2 separate regions of the Mus musculus genome follow, and region 1 is linked to region 2. A link is a contact called in public HiChIP or PLAC-seq data. All regions are on one chromosome and are shown on one strand. The core of a region is the stretch at or near the end of the contact, and the rest is flanking DNA. Distances in the headings are between cores, read along the strand shown. Region 1 overlaps Ecpas (Ecm29 proteasome adaptor and scaffold). Region 2 has its middle 18 kb from the start of Mir3095.

Region 1 (4,625 bases), core at 2,015-4,514, 480 kb after region 2:
AGCTGCTTACATAGCAGAGAACTGCCAGCATCAATGAGAGGGGAGGCCCTTGGTCCTGTGGACTTGATGCCCCAATGTAGGGGAATGCTAGATTGGTGAGGTGGGAGTGGGTTGGTGGGTGGGGGAGATCCCTCACAGAAGCACGGGGGTTGGGATACAGAGGGGAAACCAGAAAGGGGAATAACATTTAAAATGTAAATAAATAACTAATAAAAAATTTTTAAGAAGAATTATATTCAAGGCCTAAGAATGTAAGTCAGTGGTAAAGCACTTGCAAGGCCCCAAGTTTAATCTCTAGCACTGGAAAAATAAATAAATAAATAAATCTACTAAAATGTTTGCTGCAAATTTTATACAAAATAAGACAAAAATAGAGTGTAGAAAATAAATAAAAAAGACAAAAATAAATAACATACACTAGATTAGAAAAAATATTTTCATTATCTGAAGATTATATTAGCACACAGAAAATAAAAATTAATCTACAGATATATTACTAGAATAACAATATATAACAATCAGTTGATTGTCTACATACCAATAACAAATCATTAAAAAATAGAATTTGTGATCCAGGCACATAGCACATACTAGCAATTGCAGCACACAGGAGGCTAGGGCAATAGAACATGTATTCAAGGCCAGGTTGAGTTGTAGGGCAAGACTGTGTCAATTTATCTAACTTGAGAAAATTCTTTTTAGTGACAAGTACATAGAAAATAAGAGGAAATTATGCAAGACATCTAAGCAGAAAACCAAAATGTACTGTGCTGTAAGAAACTGAGGAAAACTGAAAGGGTATACAATAATCATGGATCACAATAAAACAAATCTCTTCATCTAATAGTTTAAAATCTGAAATCCACACTCTAAGACTACTGATGCTACACTTGAACTAACATGGATTACAGTCAAAATACACGGTTATTAAGCCTATTGTATAAGTAAATGGAAGACTTGGGTCTCATCCATAAGCTACCACATTATAAATACATGAAGTTTTTTAATCTAAAAACAAAAATCAAACATCCTATCTGTTTCTAAGCCTCTCAGATAAGAGTTACAATTTATACTAACAACATGTCAATTATCCTCAAACTGATCTACAGAAAATACTATCCAATATCAACTCAAAAGTATTTAAAGAATACTAAGTAAAAGCCTGATTATACCATTTCTACAAAGGACTAAGATTTGCAAAGGATGACCTGGAAGATTAAAAAAGAAAAAGTCAGAGAAAAAAATGCCAGTATTTATCATCCTCTTGATGCCAAAGAGGAAAAACAATTTATATGACAAGATTTCAAACCTTGCCAAAAACTCCAATAATTAAAAGTACAATGTGGTACAAAAACAGACCAGTTGAAAAAATACAAAAAGTCCTTAAGAGGTAAACTTGTACAAGTCACCTGCTTTAAAACAAAGTTATGAATGAAATGAGTAAGTAAATATTGTTATTTCAGCGAACTGCACTAACAATTGCATTGTACTATGGGAAAACAAACTGTAACTCCTACTTCATCACACCAAACATGAAAGAAGATAAATTTCTGGTGAGTCATAAATCTAAAGATGAAAAGCTAAAGGCAGTCAGTGATGGAGTCTGTGCGTAATATAAACAAGCCCCTGGGTTCTTCCTAAACTCTAGGAAAGGGGAGCCTTAAAACAGGAAACTAATCCGTAGAGGAGTCTGGAAAATACAGAAACCACCAGTATCACAGAGCAGAGTTTATAAATGTAGATTTGAAAGCAACCAGCATAGAAGGAAATTACCACTCTGACAAAATATATCTCTGTAAAATCTAAAGCAAATATGATATTGCGTGCAAAACCTGGACAACACAAAAAGTACACACTATTCTAAAAAACTGAACTGAGGTTCATGAAAATGCAGTAAATAAACAGGATTTTTTTTAACTGGCAGTATTTCATAGCTTATATAATAGCTATGAGAAGAGTATGTGGAGCAAGAAGTTCATGTTGCATACAGGTCAGAGTAAAGAAGCCAACTTAGATACGCGAGAATGGAAATATTAACATTTGTGCTTTTGTTCAACAGCAACAAAAAAAAGGTATAAAACCTGGAAGTGAATCCTACAAAACATGTCAAAGTTCTTTATAGAAAAAAATAGTACTCTAAACTATAACTTAATTCTAATGACTAGAATAAGGAGACTAGAAATATTCAGATTTCTGTGTCAGATGGAACAGGTTGGTTGACTCTGTGATTGAGATGCCGAAGTCTCCACAGTTTAAACACTGACATTAACTTCCACAGAATTCGTCATCCAAAGCTCAGTAGGAAGGCTCTTCTCTGCTCAGCACTCAGCTCGGAGGGCCACCTCCAGTGAAACTTGGCTGCCTGGCTCCATAACCTCAAGCCTTCTGCTCTACAAACAGGTTAACTACTCTCAATGCCTTTTACACACACCACGCCATGTCCCTAACCAAAGTCCACCCAGACTTTTTTTGTACCAGAAGAGTAAAAATTATCTGGTAAGCAGTAAAAATGTCCACAAATAAACCCAGCATTATAAAAATAGTACAATATAACAAAATCAAATATTTTCTATAGAAAAGAATTCATGAAAGTTGAAAAGATAATTATAAAATTCAGGTGAAATGTGAATAGAAATAATATGGAATATCAAACAAAGATAACCAATAAGTCCCACAAAAAGTGAGTCACTCTACTATATTGTAAGACTTATTATAAAGTTACAATCATTAAGAGTATATATAATAAAAGTATTTAAGAGGGACAAATCAACAAATTGAAAGAGAATAGAGAAAACAACCAGAAATAAATATCATAAAAATCACTTTTGTGTAAATTAATAACATGAATTAAAAACTAAGGTATTTTAAGCTTTAAATGAAAATCTGAAAATGAAAAATTGAAACACTCTCAATGAAACATTTAGCACAAAGCATAAAATACCAACAAAATATTTTTAAAAACTAGTTCTGTAAAGTAAAAAGGAAAAGAGGAGTACATTACAAATATCTCCTACGTTTTTAACTACAAAAACCTGAATAGAAATACTTTAGAGAACTAAGCTAGGTACTCACACTTAAAGGACTCCAGAGAGCTGCCTCAAATTTGAAGCCAGTGTAGTAAGCTCCAAATATGCTGTCCCTAAATCCAAAGAAAATCAAGAAGGAAGGAAAGAAAAAGAAAAGATAGGCAGGCAGGCAGGCAGATAGGTATGGCACTTTATACAGCATGATCTTGGGGGTGGGAGGAGCTTTCTCCTGAGAAGAGCTAAGCACAAGGACATGTGCATAAAACCATTCATTGTCACAGGGTTTTAGTAAGAGTGGAAACTGAAAGTAACCAAAACTCAGCCAACAGGAGAATGGATTAAATATAGCAGGGTCAAAAGTGATAAAAACAAGAGTTATATTTACACAAACAATAAATAGCATTATGTTGGAAACATCTTAAGATCATGGCAAGAAAACAAATCAGAAAGATAGGCATGCACAAGGCACTTATATAAAGTTTCTAAATGCAATATGTATACTGTTCAGGACAGTTCTCCATAATTTCTTCATAATATTCTTTTGTTTTTACTTGAAACATTTTTGTTTTAAAAATATTACATACACGCCAAAATTTTATTTATAAGTGTATATGTGTATAAAAGGGGGAAGAAAATGTATCACTGGTGTTTCTTTGTATCTTTAAATATTCAATAAAAATAAATTTCTTTATTTAAAAAGTACAGAACAATTAAAATAATTTCTATTTCAAGAATAAGGAAAGAATCTTAATCACAGAACTTTTAAAGAATCTTAAATGCAAAAGAATAAAATAAGAGTATTTGGTCTAAGGGAAAGTGCCAAAACCTTAAGAACAACCTTAAAGTGTCTCTCACACACACACACATACATACATACACACACACACACACATACATACACACACACATACACACACATACACACACACACATACACACACACATACATACACACACACAAAAACAGTTTCTAGCTCAGCAGTGCCAACTATTATATATCCATGTAAGAAAAAAGATTGTAAAGATATATTTCCAAGTCATATCATTACACAAAAGAATGGGAAAGGGAGACCTTTTCAGGACAACCTGCTTGTTACAATACTCCTCATAGAGTATGCAAAGAAAAAAAAAGCATACTGCCTGCCATTTGTTTAATTATTAATTCAAGAGCATAAATGGTTTTGTGTGAGCCACCAAAAAAAGGCTATTTCCAAGTAATAAGTCTATTTTTATATAATTTTCTAACAAAAACATCAAGTTTTATGAATATGAAAGTAAATTTCAGAATATAAATGAGGAGCTCTGGACTGCAGCTTAGTGGCAGTGCATCTGCCTAGCATATGTAAAAACTCAGCTCAGTACCCAACACAGAAGTAGAAGCTTAAGGAGAAGCTGAGATTGGAAAGGAAGCTGAAAATATCTAGACCATGTCTCACCATATAACAAATCAATTACTAATCTAAAGCTACAGCATATTTTTAATTATCTGGTTAATTAGCACAAAAATATCCCAGACTATAATAAAATAATTTCACAAACATTCTTAACAGTAGTTACTTTTTAAAATTTTTTATATGTAAGATGGCAATGGGATCTTTT
Region 2 (4,357 bases), core at 1,375-3,874:
TAATTTAAGAAATGCAAGTAGTACATTTCTTTGAGCTCACAGAGGTTTGCATCAAAAGGACTCACTGAGTCCTCAGCAGAAATTGTTTAAAGAAAATTAGTTATAATAACATCAAATTTTAATGTATTTTAACACCTTTTAAGGTGTTCTTAAAGATGGTGCCCTTGTTGCTATTCTATTGCTATGATGAAACACCATGACTGAGCCAACATTTAAAAGAAAGCATTTAATTGAGGGCTTGCTTACAGTCTCAGAGAATTAGTTCATGACCACTGTGGTAGAGAGGTGGGAGGCGGGCATGCAGACATGGCGCTGGGACAGTAGCTGAGAGCTCACATCGAATCTGCAAGTTGCAGGCAGGAAGGGAGTAGATTGGGCACGGTGTGAGTTTCTGAAACCTCAAAGCCTAGCCTAGTGACAACCCTTCTCCAGCAAGGTCACACCTACTCTAATAAGGCCACACCTCCTCCCAGTCCTCCTAAACAGTTCCACTAACTGGGGAGCAAGCATTCAAACACACAAGCCTGTTAGAGCCATTCTCATTCAAACCACCAGATAGCCATGTATTCTCTGTACCTTGATCAGGTATGCTCTAGCCAAAATCTCATCCAAGTATGGGGAAGTGGGCATGAAATTCCACTCCTAGCTGAGAAGTTATCAGCGGTTAATAGATGCTGGAAGGGGGAGAGTCAGTTTTCTTTAAAAGCCTGGTTCTAGCCGATACTTAACCATGCTCCTGGGGATGACCACACACCCAAGACTATAAGAGCAACACAAATGAGAACTGATGAGTTTTTAAAACAACAAGCAAGCAAAAAGCAAGGACATAAAGTTGGTTGGGTAGGGAAGAGAGTAAGGGATCTGGGAGAAGTCCGGGGCTAGAAGAGAGTAGGATCAAAATACATTGTATAACGTCTCAAAGAATTACAGAAAGAAAAATGGGGACATCAAATAAAACTAACTAGAAAGAATATTTTAAGCTTTAACATTCCTAGTGAAATAGAATACATAATGCAGAAACTTAGACTCTCTCCCAAGGAAACAATGCACTGTCAAAATGGGATACGTCATTCTGCTTTTCTCAATAGACAGCAGGAATTCTAAGACACAATCAACATGCCCAGCCTAACAAAAATGCAAATAGCTCTCCCTAACCATGTGACTGCCTGGGAGGATGGATACCAATAGAGAGAGTCATGATTTCTGAAGTCCAGAATAAAGTTGATATGCCAATGGTCCTGATTACCCTTTTTTATCAACGCATAAATACCTAGGCTGAAGATGATCGAGGCATGTCCCTTTTTTGGTTTTTCCAGACAGGGTTTCTCTGTGTAGCCCTGGCTGTCCTGGAACTCACTTTGTAGACCAGGCTGGCCTTGAACTCAGAAATCCACCTGCCTCTGCCTCCCAAGTGCTGGGATTAAAGGTGTGCGCCACCACCACCCAGCTCGAGGCATATCATAAGGTTTCTTTAAAAAAAATTATTGTTCAAAACTATACACTCAGTGGAAAACATCCATGAAAGAGGAAAGATGAAACATGTGTCGCACATTCAAATTGTCACAAAGTATAACTTCATGGGCTGGTAGGGGTAAATCATTTAGGGGAACCAAAAAAAAAAAAATTCCTTTCTAAAGAGACAACTGAAAGGGAAGATGAGATTTGAGATTTTAAAAGGAACACTGTACCAACGTCACCAACTGGCAGTGAAGTTATCTCGGAGCTCCCTGGCATATGTGAGCAAAGATTTCCATGTGAAATTAAACTGGGAAATAAGGATCAGGGAATAAATAGGCAAATTATTTTAATGAATGAAGAACAGTGGGGAAGGGGGGGTGGAAAGAAAGTCAATTGGTGAATTGGTAGCAAAATTACCAAATTTGAGACAGGAAAAACACATAGATTTACATGGACAGATGTTGAAATGTTTCTGAAAGCCATCTCTTTAAATACACAAAACTTCAAAGTAACTGGACAAATAATTTCAAGATGTCAAATTAGAAGGAAGAAAGGGAGTCACACATGCGTAATAAAGAGAAACAAAGAGTCAACCAAGTAACCATAGCATGCAAAGCCTTGCGGGGTGACAGGAAAAAGGAAACAAGTTTCTTCTGTTTGTAACACAAGTTCCCCAAGGAACGAGAAATTAAAAGTGGGCAAGCCAACGAGAAGGAGCCTCAGAAGTGCTGATGCTTAAACCAAACAAATAAGGGGGGAAAGGTTGAATAAGGGCATATTCTACCATTCACAGAACCTAAAAAAAAAAATCCATACATTCATAAATAAGTTGCTTCAAATTAAAATTTAAAAAAAAAGCCACGATCAACCTATAGAAATAGACAAAGGCTATGCAAAGAAAAGACAATGGACAATGTCTGAAAGAAAAAAAGTCACCAGTGTCATCAAAAGAAACTAAAAGTAAAAGTGAGAAATAAATATATGCCAATTTGGCAACAATCAAAGAATTGCTTTCTGATTAGTACGAAGGAAGGGGGAGCACTGACTTTCGCAGAACTGGAAATTCCGAAGGGCAGCCAAAAACACTAGCATGTCACTTCTGCTCTGATACACTGCTATAAACTAACGCAGTAAGCCAGGGTTGTACTCTGTGACTGGTATTTCCCCCAAACTGATATCTGCTCATTACTGGCACACATGCTTCTGTGTGGATAAGGAAACCAAAGAATGTCAGACTGAGAAAAAAGGAGGAACTGCTGTCAGCGGCAGATGGTGAGATTCTCCACACGAAGGAAGATCCTGAGGAGCGGAATCTGATGTTATTACTGGCCAACATTTTCTGTTTTTAATTATCCCTTAATTTTTATTTACATAATGGTAATTTCTTCTGGATGTTGATTGTTGCCATGTGGAGTCCTGCTCGGATGCCCTGTAGTCCAGACACTGTGATGTGATCTAAAACAGGTCTCAGTGGATTCTAGTTCTTGACCAAAAATTATGTGAATTCACTCATTTCAACTGAGGCCAGATTATTTCTGTTAGAGGGAAATTCCTGTAGTTCCTACTCTCTAGTGCAGTGCCTGTCGATTCCCAAGCCGAATTTCTTAATAATCTGATTAATTCTGAAAAAAACTTCAAATTTCCTTTTAATTAGCTTCTCATTTAACTTTGCCAAGGTAAGATTTTACTACTGCAAAACAACAAAAGTAGAAACAACAAAAAATAAAACCCTAACTGATGTTCCAAGATGACAAATTACAAATTTTGCTTAAATATTTTTATTTTTTATTTCACATAAGTGCAGTACCAGCAGAGGCCAAAGAGGATATCAACTCCCCTAGAGCTTGAGTTTCAATGGTTTGGGGCACCCCAGGTGGGTGCTGGGAAATGAACTCTCGTCTTATGGAAGAGCAGTGTATGCTCTTAACCACTGAGCCAGCTCTTCCGTCCTTTGTTTCTGGTTTTGTTTTTTATTTTAAGGATGCTTAAGATGATTATTAATCATAAACAAATGTATAAAAGAATGTTTTTCTAATATTAATAATTAGCAAAATATAATAAAAGAAATATTCTATTCATGTTTTCTTTAAAATTTAATATATTTTAATTAATATATTATATCACTTCTCCTTTTCTCCCTCCAACCCTCCCCATGTCATCTCCGCTCTCAATTTCTTGATTATTTTTCTTTATTATATTGTTCCACGTACACAGGTATATATATATGTATGTGTGTGTGTGTGTGTGTGTGTGTGTGTGTGTGTGTGTGTGTGTGTTCATCCTTATAATGACTTGATAAACCCTTGGTGTTCATCTCTATCAAGACTCCATCGATGGCTGGAGAGATGGGTGGGTAATGTGCTCCCAAGTGCACAAGCACAGGAAACTGAGTTCAACCCTAAGAACCTATGTAAAAATCCTGAGTGTGGTGGTACCCACTTGTAATCCCAACATTGCTAGGGTGGAGCCAGGGGGATTCACTAGTCACTAGTACCAACTTAAACTATCTGCTTGGTTCCTGGCCAAGGAGGGATGATTCTGTCCTGCAAACAAAGTACGTGGTATCTTGAGTTCTGATAACGAGGACATCCTCTGATTTCCATGGTGTATCCACACTCAGGAATGTGGATATGTGTATATGTATACACCCTGCTGAATCTGTTTTTGCAGTTTGTGTGTATATGGCTTCAGAGCTAGTCCTTCTACCTTGGACAGGCAATGCAGGGGCTCAACCCCGAGAGAAGCCAATTCTTCCTCTCCCAGCAGTCATTCGTTGCCTGTAGTTCTTTGTCTAGAGTTAGGACTTTATGGGATTTTCCTCCGTCAACATTAACATTCTCTTGCCATTGCCATTATTTTGATTCTGGTTTATGCTACCTTTTCTAAGAGGCAACCACAC

Evidence for each region. HiChIP or PLAC-seq counts read pairs in DNA pulled down with a chosen protein or histone mark.
Region 1: an H3K4me3 HiChIP or PLAC-seq map of bone marrow-derived macrophages shows a contact between it and region 2, with 4 times the contacts expected there. The contact joins two enhancer-like sites.

What each region holds. Positions count from the first base shown.
Region 1 is chr4:58,895,252-58,899,876 of GRCm38.p6, forward strand. The region is part of intron 1 of Ecpas (Ecm29 proteasome adaptor and scaffold); the gene reads right to left. Among named protein-coding and RNA genes, the nearest start is that of Ecpas, 15 kb to the right of the region's middle. Within about 2 kb of position 3,265, at least 22 of the 459 cell types and tissues checked have an H3K27ac peak or open chromatin away from gene starts, as enhancers often do. A contact at or near this core is called in bone marrow-derived macrophages, where this site is marked.
Region 2 is chr4:58,420,782-58,425,138 of GRCm38.p6, forward strand. No RefSeq gene overlaps it. Among named protein-coding and RNA genes, the nearest start is that of Mir3095, 18 kb to the right of the region's middle. Within about 2 kb of position 2,625, at least 31 of the 459 cell types and tissues checked have an H3K27ac peak or open chromatin away from gene starts, as enhancers often do. A contact at or near this core is called in bone marrow-derived macrophages, where this site is marked.